3 separate regions of the Mus musculus genome follow, and regions 2 and 3 are each linked to region 1. A link is a contact called in public HiCAR-type and promoter capture Hi-C data. All regions are on one chromosome and are shown on one strand. The core of a region is the stretch at or near the end of the contact, and the rest is flanking DNA. Distances in the headings are between cores, read along the strand shown.

The links. Promoter capture Hi-C pulls out the DNA fragments that hold promoters and counts their contacts. HiCAR-type assays count read pairs that join an accessible place to other places.
Region 2: a HiCAR-type map of astrocytes shows a contact between it and region 1, with 8 times the contacts expected there. The contact joins the promoter of Poln here to the promoter of Eif2b4 in region 1. A contact is called at or near these places in 2 of 39 promoter capture datasets (liver and pre-B cells), 1 of 484 Hi-C or Micro-C datasets (B cells), 1 of 115 datasets of contacts at active chromatin or transcription factors (astrocytes) and 2 of 9 other capture datasets (adipose tissue and liver).
Region 3: a contact with region 1 is called in a promoter capture Hi-C map of liver, with 4 times the contacts expected there. The contact joins the promoter of Uvssa here to the promoter of Eif2b4 in region 1. A contact is called at or near these places in 2 of 39 promoter capture datasets (hippocampal neurons and liver), 1 of 484 Hi-C or Micro-C datasets (B cells), 2 of 115 datasets of contacts at active chromatin or transcription factors (astrocytes and thymic regulatory T cells) and 2 of 9 other capture datasets (adipose tissue and liver).

Annotation. Positions count from the first base shown.
Region 1 is chr5:31,191,630-31,195,157 of GRCm38.p6, forward strand. It overlaps Eif2b4 (eukaryotic translation initiation factor 2B, subunit 4 delta), which reads right to left and starts at 1,510. Exons shown (of 13, transcript NM_010122.2): 1 at 1,364-1,510; 2 at 953-996; 3 at 524-659; 4 at 1-118. The coding sequence starts at 1,394. Snx17 (sorting nexin 17) reads left to right here and starts at 1,675. Exons shown (of 15, transcript NM_153680.2): 1 at 1,675-1,836; 2 at 2,240-2,314; 3 at 3,167-3,284. The coding sequence starts at 1,774.
Region 2 is chr5:34,167,617-34,171,144 of GRCm38.p6, forward strand. It overlaps Poln (DNA polymerase N), which reads right to left and starts at 1,910. Exons shown (of 25, transcript NM_181857.4): 1 at 1,774-1,910. Haus3 (HAUS augmin-like complex, subunit 3) reads right to left here and starts at 1,808. Exons shown (of 5, transcript NM_146159.1): 1 at 1,774-1,808; 2 at 1-827. The coding sequence starts at 697.
Region 3 is chr5:33,377,103-33,380,630 of GRCm38.p6, forward strand. Uvssa (UV stimulated scaffold protein A) reads left to right here and starts at 1,594. Exons shown (of 14, transcript NM_001081101.2): 1 at 1,594-1,900; 2 at 2,124-2,223. The coding sequence starts at 2,126.

The DNA.
Region 1 (3,528 bases), core at 260-2,759:
GCCTCCTGCTTGGCTCTCCTTTCGGCGCGAAGTTCTGCCTTACTCCGGCCAGCTGGAAGTTTCTCCCCAGCAGTACCTCCCAGCTGACTACCAGGTCCTGGGAGTTCTCTGATTGGGTCTATGAAATACAGAGGGAAGAGGTGCCTGGGCTCTAGGACGGTGATCTCTTTGCCCCAACCAAAGTTTCCCTTTTATCTATTTTTTTTCCCTTTCTTGACTGAGGCTGGAATTCATCAGAGATCCACCTGTCTTTGCTTTGGCCTTAGTTTCCCTTTTACCTTATCTAAGTTTTTTTTTTTTTCCTTTTTTGACTGAGGCTGGAATTCATCAGAGATCCACCTGCCTTTGCTTTGGCCTTAGTGCTGGGGTTAAAGGTGTGCTGTAAGCCACCACCAGCCAGCACCATCAGGCTCTGCCTTCCAAGTAACCGCTTTTGTACTTGCTCAAACCAACTTTGTTCTATCTCCCTTTGCAAATCCCTCATCCAGCATCCTACCCCCGGCCGTTTAAAGCGTCCCCGCACCTTGCCGTTGAGCTGCAGACACAGCAGAGCCAATTTCTTGGTCTGCCCCCTTTTCCTCCTTCCGTTTCTTCTTCTGCTGTTTCTTTTCTTTTCGAAGCTGAAGCTTCTCTTCTTGGGTCAACTCCCGCCCTGCTGCCTGAGACACAGACACGGGAACTGCTCTACCCCAGGCCATTCCAAAGGTTTATCAAGATGCTTACTAGATTCCCCCAAGGTTAAGTTCCTAACACTCTCTGACTTCTGTTACAAGTCTACGTAAGTAAGGAGAGAAACTTCTTCAGTCATAGTCACACACCGTTAAGCTCTGTAAAATCTCCCAGTTCTACTAAGAGATGAACTGAAAAGGATGGGAGATGGGGCCAAATGAAGGTGACACAGCTTTCTGTGTAGCTCTTGACAGGCGACTTAGGAGGTCTCTCCCTCACTTACCCCGGGCCGAGGAGAAAGTTCAGTCTTCATCTCGGATCTCGATTCTGCATCAGAAAACAGGGCACAGAGTGAGCCAGACAGGCTCCGGGAGGACTTGGGGAGACTCGTCGGCGCAGCTGGCTGCTGGGTTGGCATGACCACAGCTCGGCTGCCGGGCGCGAGGCGCTCTGGGATCCGCGTGGGGACGCACTGCGCGGCAGGATCAAAGGACAGGCGTGGGAGGAAAAGGGTCAGTCACCCTTCTGGGAACAGCCGGCAAGCAGCACCCTGCTGCGCCCTAGATCTTGTAAACCAGAGTCCCGCGACGTGCAGAAACCCGGCGGCAAGGCCCAAAGGCGCTCCGGACCCCGCATCAGCGATCCAGTGTTCATCTGCTCTTCTACCACTTGGTGCATCTAGCCCTTCACTCACCTTCGCGAACAGCCACCGCCACCGCAGCCATGACTGTGGGTCCTAGGCTCCTCCCGCCGAGGTCACTCACACTACAGCGCCACCTGGGCTGCTGGCTCCCCTGATGCCTCCCGCGGAGTCAGTCCCCAGCGGACTACAACTTCCGGCGTGCACTGGGTCCCGCCCAGGACTACGGGTCGCGGTGAGGACCAAAGGATGTTGGGTTCCCAATTAGGAGCGTCTCCGGCGCTCGACTACAGCTCCCAGCATGCCGAGGTTGCTGCTCGCAGAGCCGTCATCCTACAGCCTTCCCACCTCGGAGTTCAGGCCCACCAAAATGGCGAGCTGGGCTGCGGAGACGCGCTGAGTGGCAGAGGCAAGCGAGCAGAGGCGCTGCGAACCTGGTAGTACGGAGCTCTGCCTTAGGGAACATGCACTTTTCCATTCCTGAAACGGAGTCCCGCAGTGGGGACAGCGGCGGCTCCGCCTACGTGGTGAGGAGGTGCTAGAAGCTGGGCCAGGGCGGGGATAACGGGCCGGAGCTCTCGGAGCGGCCTCCAGCCTTCGAACCTCACTGGAAGCCATCTCATGTCTCAGTTTCGTACTTAAGCCACCCCAAGCTCCAATAGGTTCTTCTTTCCCCGGCCAGGCCGCGACTGCTCTGGCGGTGGGCACTATTGTCATCTCCGGGAGGGATACTGCCGCACAAGCGCCCGAGTGTCCTCGGGACTGGGCCTTCTGCTTGAAACCCGGCCCTGGGGGAAAAACAGGCTAAATCCCGGGAAGTCTCGGAGCGTTGCGCAGACGGATATGTCAGGCAACTTCCGGACAGGTTTCTGGGGCAAGAGGTGGTTTGCACGTCGATCCTGAGATGTTTGCCTGCTTTTGTGTCCTCAGGCCTATAACATTCACGTGAATGGAGTCCTGCACTGTCGGGTGCGCTACAGCCAGCTTCTGGGGCTGCACGAGCAGGTGGGACTAACAACCCTGTCTAGATGCAGCTTCAAGCCCTTCCATACCCACGGACATTAATCCCCTTTCATTACATCACCCTATAATCACTGCTACAGTGGAAGGTGGACTTTGTTAGCGTGACATTTCCGGAAACTCTCTGAGCGGCTTGTCTCTCACAGTTCCTGTACTTCCCTATACTCACACATCCTTCCTTCTCTGAGCTGTCTCCTTTTTCATCCTTTGCCCCTGCATGGAAAAACTGAACCCTGTTAGTCAAAGCACATTCCTTCTGGCACCTAAACTATAACTTGGGAATTCATTCCCCGGATTAATACAAACCATTCGCTGCTTTCCTTGTGTGTTCTTGGTCCCATCAGTGTATAAGATGTCCAAATGTTTCCCCCCTCACCAGATAGTGAGCTCTGTATAGATAGTGAATCTCTAGAGAGCCCTGTTTCTACTAGATGTCAGTCCTGAGCAAGTTAATTTCTTCCCGCCTCAGTTTCTCCAGATAAAAAGTAGATTCTTGGATCAGCAAAGTCCCTTCAACACACTTGAGTATGCTATGACTTTATTATCTGTGCACATAAGTGTTCCCTATAAATGTTCTCTACTGAGCAGTCTTGCTATGTAAATCAAAGGGCTCCTGGACCCAGGACCCCATGAAAAATCACCCTATAATGTCTTCACATGAACACATACAAGAATTTATACCTAAGATCTTTGGGGGTCCTGACTCTGCCAAAGTCATCTTTTGTCACACGTCTTTTAAAGAGTTGTTAGAAGAACCCAGGAGGACTTGGGTGAGTCTTAGTTGTCACCACTCAGTTCCTGTGTTATGTGAAGAATTGTATCTCTTTCTCGCCATAGCTTCGGAAGGAGTATGGGGCCAACGTGGTTCCTGCATTCCCCCCAAAGAAGCTGTTCTCTTTGACCCCTGCAGAGGTGGAGCAGAGGAGAGAGCAGTTGGAGAAGTACATGCAAGCTGGTGAGTGCACGGGTAAACTCTAGGCTGCTGTGAGCGCACGGGGAGAGATTGAAGTCAGGTGGCTCTGTCAAACGCCCCATCTTAATGGTTAGATTTAGGAAGTCTCTGGTCTGATGTTACTTAACCAGCAAAGCGAATAGCCATCACGGACTTTAAACTTTCCATATTAGTAAAGAAATGTGGAAACTTATCTCTGTGAGAAATACTAGTACAATAGTAGAATTACGAGGAATTTGTGGGGAGA
Region 2 (3,528 bases), core at 660-3,159, 3.0 Mb after region 1:
AACTTTCAACTACTTCGTGCATGCCCTGAAAGAATTGCTTTTTTGTGTATAAGGTTAATGCTGCTGTGCTCTGCTCTTCTTGGCTTATGTATTTTCCCAAGGGAAACTGAGATAAAAACACCATTGGATTTGTTCTTTCACTTAAATTAGAATTTCTGAAGAATATCATCAAATTATTAACTTCCTCAGTAAGACCCTGAAGTTCATTACTGAGCTTAGTATTCACAGAATTTAGGAATCCTTGCTTCTGTTTCAGCTTCTTAGTGGCCTCCTCTTGTTTAGCATTTAATGCCAGAAACCTGTAGCTAGTTTCAGAAACCATTAACTGGTATTTATTCCGTCGCTGAATTTTTGAGTTATTTAATTTCTGCAGAGTTTGAACCTCATCCTCTAATATCTGTATCTCTTTGTCATCCAGTTTGCATGTCTTCAAATCAAAAGTTTTACAGGTCCTAAGAACTTCATCCAATGCTGTTCCTTCTAGGATAGGCTTGCCTGATCGCTGGAGATCGCTGAAGGCTTCCAATTCTTTTTCAGACAATACATTCTGTTCATTCACATTCCCACAAAACCATTTCAAGAATGACTCATCTTCAACATCCTCAAAGAGCCAGTCAAAATCTTCTCCATTAAGAATATCAGCTTTGGGATAACCAATTTTTTTCAATGTTTCCACAAACTCATTTCCACAACTCATGGTTTAACTACTCCTGTTTTTAAATATTTGATATGAATCTATTTTTTTAAACTAAGTTCAAACAGAAAAAAACATATTTACGCTAAGTCCATAGAAGAAGGAAAAAAAATACAATCTATAATGTGTTTTCCTAGTGGGGGAAAGAACACAAGTATTAGACCATGAACAAGGCAAATGAATTTTAAATATACAGATCATTTTATCAGATGACATCAGGAGACTACTTAAGTTAAAAGCAGATGCACGTGCAATATCTGACAAAGACAAAGCAAAACAGAAGCAATCAGGGTGTTGCTTAGGACACTACAACAGTAATGAAGAATCTAATTAATGAAGATATAACAATAAAAAAAAACTGATTTTTTTTCCCAATGATGAAATTACTTAAAATAAATTACATTTTGTAAAATAGCTGTTTCCCCTGTAGTTTCTAGTTAGGAAAAAGAAATATGCCTACCTTTCTAAGGAAGAATCAACTAAATATTTACTTCAATCAGCGTTCCATCAGTCTCAAAGGACTCAATCTATAGATATAACCAGTCTAACGCAGAGAAAACCAGGACAAATTGACAAGTTTCAAAGTACCCATCAATCATCAAGTAAGAAGTTTTATTTCGAATAGAACACAATGAACCACGACTTGAACCAAACTTAGGTCAGTGACAATGGCAGGTCTTAAAATCACGATGTATTTGACACTCTGGTAGCAAACTCTCTGGGTTGGTTTTGGTTTGTTTCTGAGTATCCAGTTATGACACTTAAGAGCTCTAATAAAACACGCCCACAAAAGTACCAAATTGCTGTTTTTAAAAGCTGGGTAACAGATAAGTGTGTATTTCCGGTTTAACGTTTGCCTCGTATGATTGAGGCCTTGGGTTTTATCCGCAGTATCCGAAAAATAAAGCTACCAACCCCAGCCGGATGACCGGCCACGTACCTCCGCCCCCACCTCTGGCACAAAGCCTCAGCCTCCCCGCACACCCCGCGCCTGGGCCCAGCGACCTCTATCGATGCCTCAAGCAGGCTGTAGGAGGGTAGCGGCGGCCCCGCCAACCCCGAACTTACAAGACCCTTACCTCAGGAAAGCCGCAGTCACTGCTCTCTGCCAGCCTCCAACCGCGCGCGCCGCAGTGCCTCACGGGAGTGCCAGGACGCGCACGCGCAGATTACAACATCCGTAAAGTCAGCGCAGGCGGCGAGGTATCCCGGAGAAAGCGAAGGAGGACCCGCAGACCAACCCCCTTCAACGAGCCGGGGTAAAGTGATTGGCTTTCCTGACGGACGCACCGCCCCTTAGCCCCGCCTCTGGCCCGCCGTCCTTCCCGCTAGGCTCAAGAGGATTGGTTTTCTCACTATAGGCTCTGCCCTCGCTCCGCCCCACCCCGCCCCCGCTCGGGAGTTGGAGTCTGGGTCTCTTCCGGCTGCTTTGTTGCCTTGGCCATTTGGCCCTCTAGTTCAGTTAGGCCTCCTGTCCTAAGAATGGCTTGCGGTCTGTGACACCACTAGGGGACCGGAAGTTTGAGGCCGAACAGACCCCTTCTTCCCCCAACAGCTCTTACCACCACCACTGGTAGGGTGATCCAGCGTTGGTGCTAATAACAAGCAGCTGGGACCCTATCAGGTCTCTTGCAGGGTAGGATTGTTGGCTATAGAATCTTTTACAATGGTTATTTAACAAAAATCACTTAACTCCCAAGGCCTCGATGACTTCCAAGCAAAAGCTGACTCCCTCCAAGATCCCATCTTCAAAATGTCAAGGTGTAAAATACATCAGTTTTAGAATGCATTTAACTCAGAAGTACAGACATTCTGAGGATGCCCGCCGTCATTCAATGAAAGACAGAATGCTGAACTCAGATGCAAGCCTAGTTAATGTCCTATGGTCCCAGAAAACTGATCTTTGGAGTTACAGTTGGCATTGGTAACAACTTGTCTGTATGGGTCATAATCTGTTCATTTTTTTCTATCAGACAGCATTTGCAACTTAACCACTCTCTTGTAAGATGATATATAAATTCACAAGATCTGGGCTTTGATCATTAAAAAAATAGTATTCCCCTCTTCTAATCATAAATAGGGTGATGTATCAGACAAGGGTCTAGTCTAGTTGCTACTAGGTAGAATTCTTTCTGGATCTTTTTCCCTGGGCTTATTTGTTTTGTGAGACAAGGATTTGCTTCTCTACCCAGGCTGGGCTTCAACTCAAGATCCTACTTTAGCATCTCCAAGTGCTGGGGCCACAGGTATGAATCACCATGCCCAGATATTCATGTTTTCAAAGAGAGAAAAACTAATGTTCTAAGCAGATCATTTAAATTTGAGTTGAAGACATTTCCTATTAATTCTTATTTAACTTTTATCCTCCTTTTGAAGGTCAATAAAACCGGAAAGTAAATAAAAACAAACAGTACAGGGGAAAAGTTCTTAGAATGGTGCCTAATGTGGTTAGGACATCAGGGGACTGGCCCAAGAGGACCCCAGATGCCAAACTGGAGGTAGGGGCTCAGCAGGGAGCTGGCGTTGAGTGGGTTTTGGCCAGAGGAAGTGCAGGCAGTACTTTTGGGAAATTTTGCTGAGGCGGCAAAGACTGAGAGAAAAAGAGCCAAATGACACAAGATGAGGGGGTGGGAATGCAAGGCTGAGAGGATTTTTGGTGTTGTTTTGTTTTAAAGTGGGAGGAACTGGAGGATATTTATAGACTGTGCGGAAGAGCTCGGAGGAGATGGAATTAAAGATGCCAGAAAGACAAAGGGCTACTTTGCAGGCTGAGGTTCCCCCCAGGCACAGCCTGGGACCCATGAGACCTTCTAGAAAACCCACTGTTCTTAGTG
Region 3 (3,528 bases), core at 344-2,843, 2.2 Mb after region 1:
CAATCCTTTCATCAGCTTTATTGTTTACAGTTCTTGAGTTGCTCAGAGTCTGGATCTGCTCTCGTTTCCTTCCCAGGACTCCCTGAGAAGTGCTGGCAGGCCACTTCTTGCTCCTGTCTGCAGCAAGCTCAACTTTTGACGGACCCCCCCCACCCCCCCCCGCCCCGCCGCACATATGTACAAGCCTGGCTTGACACAACCTTTTCTTGTACTTCTTTAAAAGACATTTTCCAACTCCTGAGATCACACAGCTGCTAAGCCTGGCAACTTCCGTTTGAGTAGTGGAACCCACATGGTGGAGAGAACCACCTCTCAGAAATTGTCCTGATCATACTAGGGAGGGTCCCACCTTCTAACCCCCCAATAAAAAAAAATGTAATAATATCTTAAAGACATTTCATTCTCTTTAAATTTTGGGGGTGGGATGGGTGGGGGCAATCTGTGCATGTAAAATGAGAAACTACAGTCCACGATCAATCTCACGAGTGTATGAGGACTGGGACCTGCCAAGAGGTGGTGGGAAGAGCTCAGATTCCAAACATCACAAGTTGAGTTGCCAGATCCTCACATATTGAACACAACACAAATGAACGGGGGAGGGGGGGGGAGGGGACGGACGTGTCGGGGGAGTCCAGTTGACTTTGTTCACTGACCCGGATTCAGGGAAGGGTAGGTAAGTGGGTGGGACAGTAGGCACACCATGCTTTTAACAGTCTAGTCCAGAAGCTCAAGACCGTCCTGCAGGACACACAAACTGGCTGAATGCCCGCTCTATGGGTGCAGACCCGAACCCCAAACCGGATACACAGGGAGACCGGTGTATGCTTCTCCTTTGCTAAGCGAAGCAGGAGCTGACAGCGGAAAGGCAGAGCGAGTTGTGAGCCGGCTAAGGCGGCAGTATCCGGGGTCTGTGCGTTCAAGAGTTGGGCTGAAGCAGCGTGAGGTTGGTAGAGGCCAGAGTCCTGAACACTGTGAAGCTGTAGGAAGGGAGCAAGCAGCTCTAGCCGAGAGCTGACATATCTTCTACAATCATCTACGTTGAGACTGAACTGACATTTTAAAACATCCAATCAGTGCAACCACCACTACCCCAGGGCAGCCTTGCAACGGTGCCTCCCACCATAGCCTGTCCTGGGGTGGACAACTGACCCGGTCAGGGAGGCGGGCCGACCCTTCCCAACCGGACTTGCGCCCAGATTCCCTTCTGAGCTTTCTTAGCAGATATACAGAGGCTGTACATAGGCCGCGAGCCTCCTGGTGGCCAGAGAACTGATCCCCAGATCAAAACTTCTTTCTGCACCTCAGTCTCATACTCCTGACCCAAAGCCACCGCCCCTTTAAGAACTTGCCGGGCCCTCCCGCCTCCTTTTTCTCGCGCTTAGTTCTTCTCGATCTGCCCCGCCCCCTGGAGGAGCGTTGCGTCACCGCGTTGCCGCGTCCTCGCGCCTGCGCTGTGGAGCCGCTCCAGGCAAATGACGGAGACGGGTGGCTGCCTCATCTGAAAGGGACTGGACCAGAGCGGGCGCGTCGCGGTGACTTCCGCTCCTGCGCCGCGGGTCTTCGCGAGTGTGTGCCCGCTGCTCTCTGGGGCCTGTAACAGAGAGAGCTCTGTCTACACCGGAAGGGGTGGGCGAAACAAGCTGCTGCATCCTGCGGGCCGTGTCACCGGGGCTGAGGGACGCTGGTACTACGTCTCCTGAGGCAGCGAGTGCGGCGGACTGAGGGTCGTGGCTGGTCAGATTCTCGGCCCGCAGGGTCGGATCAGTCGCCCCCGCAGTTGTCCAGAGACTGTCGCTTGCAGAGAGCGAGTTTCTTGTGCGGCCAGTTTGCTTAAAATTTAGTGACATTTCCCCTTAGCCCGCGGTAACGTCACCCACACAGCTGACCGAAGACTGCCGGAGTTAGTCTCATCTTTAAAACCTTAGCTAATTATCACCGAAGGGCTTGATGGCCTTCCGTGGGAATGTGGTGGCTAGCCTTCTTCGCCTGGGAGACAACCTACAGAGACACCCTAGGGCCTTTGCCGTAATCCCCAGTATTTGGAGTCCCCCATAAACTTAAAACTAAGACCGTGAAGTATTTATTGTATGTTAACTCAGCATCTCCGCGTCCCTTGTTTCTAGATATGGATCAGAAACTTTCACAGTTGATAGAGGAGCTCACAACTTCAGGAGAATCCCAACTCAATGCTCAGAAAATGAAGGAACTGAAGAAAATTTGCAAGTATGTATTGAGGCTAAATGTGCCAATGTCCCCTGAGCACCCACACCGTGGAGATTGTGGACCCTCTGCCCTCTTGTACACCTCTGCCACCTCCTGCATTCACTACCTAGGAAGGAATTATCTGATCACCAGGGCATGGTGGCATTTGCCTGTTGTGAGGTAGAGTTGGGAGTAGCATGAGTTCCCCGCAGCTTGGGCTACATAGTAAGGCCTTGTCTCAGGAACCACTAAAGGATTTCTGGGGCTGTAATCCTGGTGTACCTGGGTCCAGAATGTCGCGCAAACTCTGAACTTGGTGCCTCTGACGATTTCTGTAAGGTATAAAGCTATCACACTATGTCAGTAAAAGTAGATCCTCTTCTTTTCCGTTGGAGTAAAGAGTTCATGATTGGGTCAGTGGCTCTGGCCTCCCCACCCCCGCCCCACCCCCAGGGATGCTCAGGAGCCCCAAGCATGCTGTCCCCAAGCAAACTGTACCACTGAGCTACCTATTATTATCATCATCATCATCATTATTATTATTATTATTATTATTATTATTATTTCTCCTTCTCCTCCTCCTCTCCCTCCTCCTCCTCCTCCTCCTCCTCCTCCTCCTCCTCCTCCTTCTTCTTCTTCTTCTTCTCTCTCTCTCTCTCTCTCTCTCTCTCTCTCTCTCTCTGACAGATTCTCATGTAGCCCAGGTTAACCTCTTTACTATGTAGCTAAGGCTGGCTGTGAATTTCTGATCTTCCTGCTTCCACTTAAGTGTTCCTTTGGGGTCATAGGCATGTACCATCATAGAACCCAATATTTTTTTAAAAGATTCATTTATTTTTATACATAAGTACACTGTAGTTGTCTTCAGACACCAGAAGAGGACGTCAGATCTTATAACAGATGGTTGTGATCCGCCATGTGGTGGCAGAGATTTGAACTCAGAACCTCAGAAGAGTGGTCAGTGTTCTTACCCGCTGAGCCATCTCTCCAGCCCGGACCCAATCTTTAAAGTAGTCGTTCTCATCCTTATTAATCCCTCGGAAGGAAGCACTGTGATGCTCCCTGCCTTGCTACTCAAGGCAGTCTTATTTGGTTAAGAAGCAAAATTCCTTCATTGCCTTGGTCACTAATGAGCCTTTGTTTATAAAATGAGAGAACTTAAATGATTCTTTCTGAAGTGGTAGAGTATTCACATTGCAATAATTCTGGGCCTGGTTTAGCTGTACACCCCAGAAAAACCTCCAAGTGTGATTTACATAGGGTATGGAAATGGGAATAGAGGAGCAACCCAGAGGACTTTGAGAACCTTTTGCTCCATTTCCTGTA